Regions from separate parts of the Anas platyrhynchos genome. Here region 2 is linked to region 1. Evidence: chromatin contacts called from public Hi-C data. All regions are on one chromosome and are shown on one strand. Each heading gives the region's core, a stretch centred on a gene start, on an enhancer-like site or on the middle of the called end of the contact. The rest is flanking DNA. Distances are from core to core; before and after follow the strand shown.

Region 1 (6,335 bases), core at 3,338-5,837:
CTGTGGGAAACAAAGTGAAGTGGAAAGAGGAGGAAAGGAACTTGAAAGGGAGCTCGGGGCCAGACTCCCTCTCAGCACAGGGACACAGGCTGGGTACGGCCGGCTCCTGCCCCTCACCGGCCCCTCAGCGCAGCACACCTGGGAACCGCGCAGCCCGGCTGCTGCTCTTACCAGCCCGGAGAGCTGAAATGCCAAACGGCACAGCAAAATGCACCGCCGGAAAAAAATGGAGTCCCTGACCCAAGGAGGTCACTTAAAGAAGCATAAATAATCGAGAAACAATAAAATACTCAGTGTGAGAAGAATAGTGTGGGATTTTGGTGGCTGGGAAGCTTAATGGTGCAAGTTTCTGAAGGAGTGTAAGGAAAGGATTATGGTTTTGCAAATACCCAGCCATCATTGGTGTAATCAGTACTAAAACTAATAAATCTTGGGCTTGAGCACAACCAGTGGGTGGTGGAAAATTTTCTTTGCAAGAAAGAACAAGTGTTATTAATTCTCCTAGGGTCCAAAGCAAGGGGAGGCGGGGATCTTTCCTTGCCTCCTGTTGACTTCCAGGAGACATGGGGGTGCGAAGGATGCTTTCATCCAAAATGCTTCCACGTGTGCCACGAATCTCCAAATGCCAGCACTCTCATGCTGAGGCAGATGACTAACTCCCTGCAGCCCATGCTCTACACCTCAGCGTGCTGGCTCTCGGCAGCCTGAGGACGCAGCCAGTTCGGATCTATTATGGCTCATTTGAAATGGCCATTATGGCAGCACAGCTGCGGACTGGCTGCTTTAGCACAGGCTATGCCACGATGGTTTGCCCGTGTTACTTGGCTGATCTCTGTTAATATTGGCTGCGACTCAGCCCCAAGAGGTGCAGGAGAGAAATGCGTTCCATGTACCAGTAGATTCTTTGGACTCAGCATCCCGGGACAGATTTCATGACCCAAAGGGACCACCTAACTCAGCTTGGCAACAGCACATCACATTCCCTCACACGCTTTAAAATAAATACACCAATACTTTTGAGAAACAATTCTTCTGGGACACTTGGGATGATTTGTGTTCAGGTTAGCTGACAACCCCTGGCTCCCAGGCCCTCGGAAAGCATGCAGCCCTGCTACAGGGAAGCATGCTGCAATAGCAAAGAAAAGAAGGGCAGAAATACCTTCATCATCTTGCCTTAAAATTACACACCCAGAAGAGAGGGTCGCTCCTGTTTCTACATTAGCAAGTGGCCAGATAACCCTGGTACAGCCTAGCAAAGCTTTTTCAAGTGATTTTAACCTGCATTTGCTCTGAGTATGGCAAAACCAGGCAAGTACTCTTCCAGTCCTGTGGCTCGTGGTGTAACTGACTGTTACGGTGTGGTTTTGCCCCCCAGGTCCTCTGCCACCCCTTGTGCTGCTGCTCCTCCCGGGGGGCTCACACGGCTCCGCTGCCCCAGGGAGCACCACGAGCCCCGGGACCAGCTGGGACACAGGGCAGGCTGCGTGGCAGGGGAATGCAGCGGTGGGGCAAACCCCAAACAGGCTCCATGCCCAGCAGCGTGATCAGCACCAGGCGAAAGGAAGCTCCTTCCACCAGGTGAGGGCTTGGGGCCACCACCAAGGCAGCAGCAGGACTTACTGGCAGCCAGGACCAACTCTTTGTGGAGCTTGTACGTCATGACAGGTTCCGACAGGTTCCTGCAACAACCAGAGAGAAAACTGAGCTCTGCGAGGCCGCCGTGACCTGCTTACAACCGATCGCAAAGCAAAACGGTGGGCAAACCTGCTCGCCCCCAGCCCACCAGTTCCCCACAGCATCTCCCCCCAGATGGCATTGCAGGACGTGGCATTTCTACAACAGGCATACTTCTCATGAGAAGAAAAGGAAAAAGAGCTATTCCCCTTCCCAAAGCCTTCGCTGCTTCGTCTGCGGTTGCAGCAGGCAGATGTTCCCACCTGGCAGCGCTCCCCACTTCCCACCCGGCCAGCCCCAGGCTGCTCTGCCCGCCCCGTTACCTGAGATAAAACTTCAGCGAGCTGGTAATCGTCTTGATGTCCCAGTCGCTGCTTTGGAGATCTACATCCCCTGGACATTTTGGATCTGGAGGAACAAAACGGCTTTAAAATAAGACTCATTTTGAGGTTGTTAACAAAAGCAAGCCCTCAGGGAGGGTACCCACTTGAGAGAGACAAAGCTAGAGCAGCACGTGAAGAAAGCTGCTCATTCTCACAAGGGGGAAAAGCAGAACAGCAGTACTGGCACCAGTATTTCAGGAAGGCTGTTACTCAGGGTGAAGAGAGTGGTGCTAACCAGGGGCAAAGGCAGAAGCAAAGGCAGTATTTTAACAGTCAGCAAGGCGCATTCTCTAGTTTGTTTTTTCCTGGTGCAGTCAAAACTGGCAGAAACCATACATCCTAGCAGCTCCATGATAAGTCTTCTCATACCCAACATAATCCAACTTTCCAGCTCCATCCCCTCCCTCCCAGCAACACCCTTAAGGCTGCTCTGGAAGCAGCCCCTCTTGCTGCAGAGAGGAGGGACATGCAGAAAGAAGCAGAGCTGGGTGGAATCACGCTTTGCTCCTGCCTGCCCCTGACCAACCCATCGTCTCTGCAGAACGATGGAGTGAAGGACACGGGTGGAAGAGGGGGGTCAGCTGGACTGAGGAAACAAACTGCATACTGATTTTAAGAAAGAAAGAGGACTAGGGACAGAAAATCGACCTCCTTACTCAAGTTCAGGAAGAAATTGTTCTGCGGCAGTTTTTTCTGCTCAGTGCTGTTGGACTTTGCGTTGTGAGTTTGTACGCAGTGGGGTAGCAAGTGGTCAACCAGAGTGATGAATATTAAATAAAACGAAAAGCCACTCACAGCTGGGGTTCAGAAGGGAAAAACACAGAGCTGCTCGCAGGGAGGGTGAGAATCAAGAAGCAATAAAAACTTAGGCTAAGTAATTAGTCATCAGGCAAGCGTAACTGGATAACTGAAGTGGCTCCGTGGGAATCGGGTACAGCTCCATGTCAGCACAAACCAGCCCGTTTAATGAACAGCAACAATGGTAAGAGCAGGAACAGCCTCGGAGTACTACATTGACATCAGATGTCCGCACAGGGAGCTGAAGGAAGCTGGCGCATGCCCGAGGCATGCAGACACCAATGGAAATGTACTTTTTGCTCTAGCCCCCTCCAGCAGCCGGCCACAGGGGCTTGGCTGTGGGTGCTCGAGACCCTGGGGCCCGCAGGGCGGTGTGGCCACCTGCCCTCACCCTGCAGGGACAGGAGCGATGGCTTCGGCTGTGTCCCTGTCTGGGGGGGCACAGAAGGACGCTGCTGAGCCCTGTGCTGTTCCCACTTCTTGCATAAGGACTACCCAGTACCTAACGCGCTCGTATGAAGCGCAGGACTCAGTGCAGAAAGGCTTGCCCCAGCAGCACGTACACCGACCGGTCTGTGGGGAGAACCAGTCCCTCCCAGGTACGCTGGGCTCGGGCCGTGGCAGGCCCCGTGGGACACGCAGCTGGGGCTCTGCCCGATGGTGCCAGGCTCAGGCCGGCGTCGTGGATGCTGCGAGGAGATGGAAGCGCTGGGTCTGTCACACGTCTGCCACCTCCAGTCCTCAGAAAGCCTTCACAGCTGCCTGTCTGCTTAGGATGTTGCAAAAGCTCTCGCTGGCTCAATCTGACCTTTATGAAGAATGATTTCAGCCCTTCTGAGCAAAAACCCTAACCCAGGTGAATGGCCTCGCTGCTAAGGTACGATATGTGTCCCCACCACCGTGGGGTGAGGGAAAGGGACCCCAGGTCCCCCCTCCTGGGCTGCTGCAGGGCTGGCACCGCTGGCACCTCTGCAGACAAGCAGCTCCCGAGGCACGGCGCTGGCGGGGCACGTCCCCTGGCAGCAGTGCTGTCTGAACACCAAGATCCTTGGGACCATGCTGCTAATTAACGTGGGCTAACCTCCCACCCTGTTCTCATCCCCGCTGCCTAAATAAGGATTGGGGCATTGGCTTTCACAAAGGAAACGGAGCCGGGACGGCCAGGTGGGCCCCAAATTCTGCTGCCGCTGCTTGGCTGCGGGGTGATGCTGGCCAGCCTGCGCCACGTGGAGGCGTGGAGCAGCAGCGAGGGCTCATCCCTGCTGGCCCTCGTCCCGCTCCCGGGGCCGCAGCAGAGCACACCCCGGCACGTGATGCCAAAATGCCGGAGTATTTTTAGCACAGGGTGGGAGAAGGCTCGTCCCCACAGCTCCGGGGTCACCGCCTGCCTTCAGCTCCCCGCTGCTCCCACAGCCTGAAATACGAGTTGAGCCAGCAGCAAAGGCGGTGGGAAGGGAGAGAGGACAGGGTGGGAGGCAGAAAAAAGCTCAGAAAAGCAGGGAAGGGTGTGCCGCAGCCTCATCGCGTTGTGAAAGCCGATCCTCTTCACCCTTCTCAAACAATATAAAAATATAACAGCCTAACCGCACGGAATAATTCATTCTTACCAAAAAAGGCATTCAGCAACTTCTGCACCTGGATGTTGCTGCCAACCGTTCGGTAGACGCCCTCTGTGGAGATCCCTAAGCACAACAGAGCAGAGTTAGAGCCGTCCTGGCAGAGGGCTGTCCGAAAGCACCATCTGGCGGAGCGACAGCCTGCTGGGGAGCTGCACGGCCACCCCGTCCCGGCACCCCGCATTACCCAGCCCTGTGGGGTCAGTACCCCCCCTCTGCCCCTCTCCCAGCCCCTGGGACCCGGACAGGGCTGGCTGCATCCCCCAGGGGCTTGGACATGCCAGCACCACCACCTCTCCGTGCAGCCCAGAGACTCAGATGTTAGGGAGCAATTTGTCCTGCTCGGACAGGCTGCAGGTTTGGTGAGAGCCCATACGGGGAGGTGTAGTCCCCTGCCCCGCTTCCGTCCTGCCCTTCTGCCTAACGGGCCCGAGCAATTCTTTACTGCAGCTAAACCCTGCCTCTAACCCAGCACACAGAGCGCATCCACTGCTGCTTGCCTGCAGCCTGGTGGCCACCTTCCTCTGAGCCAGAGAAACTGGGGAATGAAAACACCACAAAGGCGAAAATTCAGTCCTACCTGGAACGTGGTATGACAATACTCCAAATAACGCCTTATTTCTGCTCTTTTGGCACATGTTCTCTAATCATTTAAACAGGACTGCCTGTCAGCTAGCAGCGCTATGCTGTGGATAACGGCACACGCTCCAGGGTGATGGGAACGGGGACATGCCAGGAGGGCTGCGGGCACCTCACCTTTCGTTTCTACCGCGTTGATGCACTTCCGCACAAACTTGAAGCCGACCTCGTTCAACTCCACTGTTTCAAAGAAGGGAAGCAGTGTTAGCTGCCGGGGCACCGGCACGCGGTTACTCGCGGAAAACTGCTGGGCAGGGGCCGGGCACAGCCACCACGCAGCGCTCCGGCCCCACGCGGGCATCGGGCTGCTGGCTCCAGCTGCACCGCGTACGTGCCTCTACGGACACACGGGCGGTCTTTACATCTCAGCGAGCAATTATTAGTTTCATATGCTCTCGAGTTTTTTTGGATTTATGTTGAGCTGCAGCGTCTCCCCCTGCCCCCTCTCTGTCTTTAATAAAAGAAGTGTGAATCAGAGCCCTGCCACATGTGAATGTGTGTCTGATAATGACTTGATTAATCATTTCCAGAGCACTGCAAAATCTGCAGTTAAATCTCTTCCACATCATAGGATCACGTAATTTCTACTTATCTACTTGATTAAATTAAACAAACAAACAAAAAATAAATAAAAACCGCACAGCTTTACCTGCTGCCTGAGTAAAGAAGAACACAGGTTTTTGTTCCAGCTGATTAATCACAGACATTGTTTATGCCTGTCTTACAGGCATTGTGAAGGAGGCAGAAAGTTACCACTTTTCATAGATGTATTTCAACTTTTCTACTTCTGGTAATTTTCCAGGACATCTGGAAGGATTGTCCAGGTTGTGCTGTGAAACACCTTTCTGCTCAGTGCCAACATTTATACCGAACCTCCCCTGAATGACTGTGCTAAATACAGACTTGTTGCAGACACCAAGCGGGAGAGAGCTCTCCATTTTCTTTAATTCACAGAGGAGACTGGGAGACAAACTTCCTTGAAAGACTTATTTGTGTAATCCAGCTGGCTGGGAAAAGCCTTCTAGAATTTGGAATTTTAGTTGAAAACTCCACATTCAAATTTTTATAGTCCAAAAATCCATACCACGTTAGCAGGGTTTCAAACTAAATTTTGGTTGAAAATATTGACTTTGAGTTAGCATCTGGAAGTGAATGTAAAACATGCCTTACATTTAGACTTAAATATAATATATTTTAATTATATATATATATGTATTTTTTCTGT
Region 2 (6,767 bases), core at 3,523-6,022, 84 kb before region 1:
ATCAGCCTAGAAGCAGGAGGGTTTTCCTGCTTTTCTCAGCTTTGAGTACTTGAGTTATTGAACTGGACTAGTTGAATGACCTAAGACGAAAAAATCCCTCTGACCCTTAGTAAGATACTCAGAAATGATCATTTAACTTTGCAATAAATTTTAATTTCAGGTACTTCAGTAGTGACTTTCTCCAAGCAAATGACCAAAATTTCTTTATGATTCTGGGAGCAAGTATGGAGAATAATATTATGCTTTCATGTTTAATTTAACTTTTTATAGAGTATATTAAGTTCAGACATAAATCTAGGTTCTCAAGTTTAAAATATTTTTAATCAATATGAATTTTGTTTACATCAAGAAAATGCTAATAGAAGAAAGGAAAAGGTGATGTTTCTCTTAGTGTTATTTTATGCACTTTACATACTTTATTTCTGAAATGTTTAATTTATTTCTATGTCTTCACTCCTCTCCCTCACTGCAAAAGTTCACATCTCTCCATGACATGTATTGTCATGTGACATTGCTCAGGTTTTGAATAACAAAACAGGCTCATAGTTGTGCCTCCTCATAACCAAACAGAAACCGAAATGGAGACAGTGAATTTTTAAAGTGCCCCCAATTTGAGAGGAAAGCCTTGCCAAGGTAGCTGGTGTACCTCTGAGATCTTCTGCAGAGCTGACAGGCAGCAGGCTTTTGTTGGACCACTCAGACAAGCATCTCGGCAATGTCTGCTTACACAGCACACGGAAAAGATGTTACCAGCTCCCTGAGCCACTGGGGGTAACACTTCGGTAATGTCTCCCTTCCTTCCCACTTCTTCACTTAGCACAAAGCTGTGACAACCTAAATGAACATATGCTACCGTATGTTCAGATAAACCCATCATGTTGGATTTCACAAGTCATTATTTTGCAATAGAAATAATGCTTCAGTTACAATGAAACTGATTTGAGAAACAATGTATATATATATTTTTCACTCTGCTATTTTTCTATCTAAACCAGGTATTGGCTGGTTGGAAAAACAAGTAACTAAGGGAAGATTGCAGATCTTGTCTCAGCTCTGCTCTATAAAAGCCATTGAGTGCCTGTATGTCTCACAAAGGATATTTATCCAATTTAAGCTGCAGTACTTTTAGATGTACATGTCCACCCCAATTACTTATTTTAAGTTATTTTACATCACAGAAAGTAATTAATTATAATTCTTAAACTCAGATTTAATTCATAGAACAAAATACCACCAGTATATTAAAAAGAACACTTTGGTATTTGTGAGACTCTAAAGCCAAACAAAATGCTCTTCCAGCCCACCGTAATGTGTTAGCAATATAATGCAGGAAAAGGAATAAATACCTTAGCCTCAAGCACTATGACAGCCACAAAAAGGGTCCAAGTGAACAATCCATAACGTGTTTTTTTTTTAATTTCTTTCTACATAAAAGTATAGACTCACTTAAGAGACAGGCACTTTTCTGAAAAATACATAGGATCATACTGCTGCTTGTTTTTTAACTTATTTGATAATCAAAAATAAAGCTTAGCTTACATACAGAAAAAAATATACATTTATATAGACTTTCCATAAACTGTGCCCATTTTACTATGTTAAAATACAGCTTTCAGAATTTAAGATGTAAACGGATATTGTGGCTGACTGCTAAACTACGGAAAGTAATTTTATGGAAAGATTTAATGAAAATTGTAAAAGAACTTTGAAATGCTGAAGGCTTACATTTTAAGAAGATTGTAACTGCAAATAAAATGCTGTCTATGCATTGTAAATGCAATAGCAGTTCAATTGTTTCTCTTTCAGACAAGACTAATGATTAAAATACATGAAGCCTTTAAAAAATACGGTTCACAGTCATACACGTACACACCCAGAAAGCCCATTAGATGTTAATAATTCTAAAAAGAAACGTGAATATCAGGAAAATAAGGTGCTCACAGGATACCTTTTCAGGAAATAAGAAAGGAAGAAAGGAAGGAAGGGGGGGTGGAGGAGAGAGAGAGAGAGAGAAAGAAAGGGAGGAAGAAAGTGAAAGAAAGAGGAAAGAGAAAAGAGAGAAAGAGAGACAGACAGAGCGGCTTCTTCAAATTTATGTGAAGGTCTAATCACAAAAGTGCCTCTAAAATAATTAATCTTAACCAAATAGACAGTAAGTCAAAACTAAGATGTTGGCTCTGTAAACTGAGAAGGACATAAAGCATTTTGCAGTCTTCCTTTATGCACGTCTGTTGTGATTAACATCTTGCAAACCCAGGCAGCAAACCTCAGACTGGGTGAAAATACATGCATCTGCGGAGTTTGCAAAGACACAAGAAGCCGGGAGAACACCACGAGCAACAGGGCAAACACTAACCCAAAAAGCAGAAAGCCAGGAATACACATGCAAAGGCACAAATATATCCAAGCCCGTACAGAAAAGCTTACTTCAGTATAAAAAGTCTCACTTCTATCTAGGTCTTCATAGCCCTTGGTGTTCTCAGTGCATACAGACTGAAGCTACTTCCTTCTTGGTGGGCACGGTGGTGTCAAACGCAGTTCTCACACGGCTTATTGAAATCACACATGCGAATAGTCCGCTCTTGGTCTAAAACACAAAACCAGCTGTTTCTTAAGCAATGTTATGCCACATCTCTGAGCCTCAGCTTTCTTCAATACATTTCTTGATACTAATCATGTGAATCCTCCCCTCGTTGTCTTCCAGAGTCTGTATATTTTACTCCAGAGGCTTGAAAACTATTTGACGCTGAAAGAGCAAAGACACCGGAATCCACATCCACTTGGCAGGTATCTGCATGGATTTGTGGCAACAGCAAATCTTTCAGAACAGTGGCTTTTTTTCTTTCTTTTTTTTTCTTTCTTTTTTTTTTTTTTTTTCCCTATCCTTTACAGGGGATACCATCATACGACTGGTTGTTACTCCTGCTTATTTGCCATCATTTCTGAAGTGCTGAGCAGCTCTCCAGTAACTCTAGGCCTTTATTACTGTGTAGCTGTTACAAAGGGTAAGTTCATGCACTCATCTGCGTAAAAGAGGAAAAAAAAAAGTTCTTTGAACTATTGGTACTAATCTTTCAGAAAATCCAACTAAAGCTTTATACCAGCTTTTTGGAAGAATGCATATAGGCTTATTTGTGCAGGAAAACACTTCTCTCACAAGCCTACCCACGAAAACGTATCTTACATGCAGGCTTTTTCCCACATGGGTACCCGAAAAACAGCTTGTAGCACAGCTGACACTCAGCCACATGAAATTCCCCTTGGGTCTACTGGTTCCTTTGCATCCATCTGGAAGACCTCTGATCCCATCCCGTGGCATTACCTTTCCTCATACCTTCAGCTGCAGTTTTTTGTTAGTTGCAGGGCCAGGCAATGCGTGAGTCACCGGGCTGGAGGTTCTGGGCCACGTCTCAAGCCCAGCAGGCTGATGAGCCCACGTGAAGCTCAAGCTGGGCCCATCTCTAGTGATCCAGGTGGGACCGCTGAGATCTACGTGTTTAAATACACGCTGTGCCCATATTTTACAGCATCTCCCTCCATTTTTATGTTTTGAGGTTTCAGCTGTGTTTCTTTGTTATTTGAAGGGTTATACTGGTTGTTTGGTGTTTCATCCATACTGTAAGCCTGTAAAGAGGCTTCAGCCCTGCTGCTGCAGGCACGGGGAGCAGTGGGGGGCCTGAACCGATGCCATCATCACCTCAGACACTGAGGGGTTGCCTCCTCCATCTACTTTGCTCACAGGAGGCAGGGTGTGCTTACCACTCAGGCAGTATGGAGGTCATTGCCAAATTTTGCTTGGCTATAACTCCTTTTTTTTTTTTTCCTTACTATCTTCCATGGCTTGTAAAAATGCTTTTAAAAGACTGAACATGATTCTTCATTCTCCCAACTGGCTCCACTTCTCCATTTTCTCCATTTGCAACAAATCATTACTTTTCTCCCTCTGTCTCCAAAGACGTTGAAATTAATGGGCTTATTTCAATGTATGTCAGATGAGTATAGTTCCATTATAAGGTTTCCTGGGAATGGTGCCTACCAGAAAAAAGAGTTGCTTTAGGATTGTTATTACAGTGCCAGTAAGGGGAGCTCAAGTCTTGTTTACAGTAGGTCCTACACTAACTATGTCTGCTAGCTCTTTGGTCTGTTTTAAGACCTTGTGTGAGAGCGGAGCACCTGCTGTCACTTGCTGGTGGATGTGGAGTTTGTTCCAAAACGGGGAGCAGAGGAAGGCGGGGGCAAACCCTTTGCTACTCGCTGACTGCAGCACAACAGCCATTCTGTTTCTTGGTGAAACCAAGGACCTGGGCCTTTGCGCTTTATTTATTTATTTTTTATGTACGTATTTTTGTAATTGTTTAGGTGAAAACTGTGCAGGTACTGAAGTTGAAAAGACCACCTTAGTACAGCCCGGCTGGAATAAGTTTTGATCCCCATGCCGGTGCCCAAACAGAGCGAATGCCGCTTTTCCCGAGTTCCCCCCAGCCGCGGGGATTCCTCTGGGTGAACCTCAGCCGTAGGAAAGCCCAGGTCGAAAGGGACCTCGGCGATGGTCCCGTAAAACCCGAGCCCGGGCAAGGCTCTAACCAACACCGTGCCCAGCCCAACCCCGGCATCCTCCAGCGTCGGAGCGCGGGCGGCCGGGGCCGGGGGCAGCGGGGCAGGACCGGGCGGCCCCGGGGGGCGAGAGCGGCGGCGGGGCTGCCGCTGCCCCCCCTCGCCCGCTCCGCTCCGCCCCGGCCGTGCCGCGCCGCGGGGCGCTCGCCCGGGGGCTGCGGCGGCGGCGACCCCGATCCGCCCGCGGGGGCCAGCGCCGGGGGCGGCGAGGCGCCGAGCCCAGACACCGCGGCGAAGGCGGGCGGCGGCGCTGCGGCTCCGCGGGGCTCGGGCTCGCCGCCCCCGCCGCCCGCCGGGGAGCGGGGGGCCGGGCAGGGCAGGGCAGGGCACGGCGGGCGCCGCGTCCCTCCGCGGCGAGAGTTACCGGATTAATCATTGCAGAGACCCTGGGCCGAATTCGCGGCGTGGGGCGGTCTCCCTCGCTGCACCTCCTCTCCTCCGCAAGCCAGCCTCTCGCTCCCGCTCTCCCCGAGCCGCGGATCAAAAAGAGCAAAAGCGGCCAGCCGCGGCAGTCAGCGGCGGGGCTCGGGGCCGCGCACCTGCCCGCTCCGCCCGGCCCCAACTTTCGCCGCCTGTTGCGGGCGCCGAGCATCCCGCCCGCCGCGCTCCCCGCCCCGCGCCCGCCGCTCCGCCGGGGATGGCAGCGGCGGGGCAGAGCCGCCGCTAGCCGGGGCCGCGGCTGGCCGCCCGGGGGCCGCCGCTCGGGCTCGGGCTCGGGCTCGGGCTCGGGGTCGCCGTCGTTCCCCCCCGCCTCGCCGCCGCCCGGCGCACCGCGGGCATGGAGGTGCAGCTGGGGATCGGGCGCGTGTACCCGCGGCCGGCGGGCCGGACCTTCCGCGGGGCTTTCCAGAGCTTCTTCCAGAGCGTCTGCGAGGCGTTCCAGGCTCCGGGCGCCGCCGCGCCGCGGGAAGAGCCGGGCACCAGCCACCAGGCGCCGGCGTGCGCCGCCGGCCCGCCGAGCCCCCGGCCGCCGCCGGCCGTCTCGCCCGCCTTCCTGCCGCTGCCGGAGCCCCGCGGGGCCGCCAAGGCGCTGCCGGCCGCCCGCCCGGCCATGGGCTCGCCCTTCCCGTGCGCCGGCGACCTGAAGGAGCTGCTGGGCGAGGCGGGCGCGCTGCCGCCGCTGCTGCCGCCCGAGGCCGAGCCGGCGGCCGGCCGCGCCGAGCCGGCGCCCAAGGAGGACTTTCTGGGCGACAGCGCCAAGGAGCTCTGCAAAGCCGTGTCCGCCTCCATGGGCCTGGCCGTGGAGGCGCTGGAGGCGCCCGGCGAGCTGCTGCCCCGCGAGGACTGCATGTTCGCCCTGCCCGGGGGGCCGCCCCGCGCCCCGCGCCCCGCCGCCAAAGACCCTCCGGAGCCGCCGCCCGCCCCGGCCGCCTTCAAGGGCAGCGGCGGCGGGGAGCCCGGCTTGGCCGTCGACGTGCCCGCCGGGCTGGCCCTGTACCGCGGCTCCCCGCCGCCCGAGGAGCCGCCGGCGCTGCCGGGCCGCGACTGCTTCGCGCTGCCGCCGCCGCCCGCCCGCATCAAGCTGGAGAGCCCCCCGGAGCCCGCGCCGGGCGCCGCCTGGGGCGCGCCGTGCCGCTTCGGCGCCGAGCTGGCCCCGCCGGGCCCCGCGCCGCCCTGGCCGTCCTTCTTCGCCGACGAGGGGCAGCTGTACGGGCCGTGCTCCGAGCCGCCCGCCGGGCCCTTCGCCTGCGGCCGCGGGCCGCCCGCCGAGCCCGCCGACTTCCCCGCCGACGCCTGGTACCCGCTGGGGCGGCCGCCCTACGCCGCCCCCGCCGCCTGCATCAAGAGCGAGCTGGGGCCCTGGGCCGAGGGCTACGGCGGCTACGGCGACGCGCGGTGAGTACCGGCGGGCAGCCCCGCACCGCCCCGCAGCGCGCTCCCCGCCACCCGGCCCCGCCGTGCGCCGGGCGAGCCCCGCAGCGGCTCCGGCTTCTCCCCGAGCCGAGCGGGCGGCGAGCGGGCGGCAGGAACGCGGCACGCGCCTCGCTGCTCCGCGCCGGGCACGGGCAGAAGATGCGGGTTAGGTAGAGCGGCACGGAAAAGGAGGAGCCGCTTAGGCGCGTGAGAAGGGCTCGTGCAGAAGTAGTTTTCCGTGGTGGATTAGCCTCAGCAATCAGATCAGCGGGCTCTGAAATAGGTACGTGCAACCCGAA

Evidence for each region. A called contact is a pair of places that touch in the nucleus more often than the background predicts.
Region 2: a contact with region 1 is called in a Hi-C map of subcutaneous adipose tissue, with 2.5 times the contacts expected there. The contact joins the promoter of AR here to the enhancer-like site in region 1. A contact is called at or near these places in 3 of 8 Hi-C or Micro-C datasets (skeletal muscle and subcutaneous adipose tissue).

What each region holds. Positions count from the first base shown.
Region 1 is chr10:24,456,858-24,463,192 of IASCAAS_PekinDuck_T2T, reverse strand. It overlaps OPHN1 (oligophrenin 1), which reads right to left. Exons shown (of 24, transcript XM_038184020.2): 13 at 5,228-5,290; 14 at 4,463-4,537; 15 at 1,998-2,082; 16 at 1,621-1,679. Among named protein-coding and RNA genes, the nearest start is that of OPHN1, 40 kb to the right of the region's middle. Within about 2 kb of position 4,587, at least 4 of the 8 cell types and tissues checked have an H3K27ac peak or open chromatin away from gene starts, as enhancers often do. A contact at or near this core is called in subcutaneous adipose tissue, where this site is marked.
Region 2 is chr10:24,541,019-24,547,785 of IASCAAS_PekinDuck_T2T, reverse strand. AR (androgen receptor) reads left to right here and starts at 4,772. Exons shown (of 8, transcript XM_038184023.2): 1 at 4,772-6,450. The coding sequence starts at 5,393.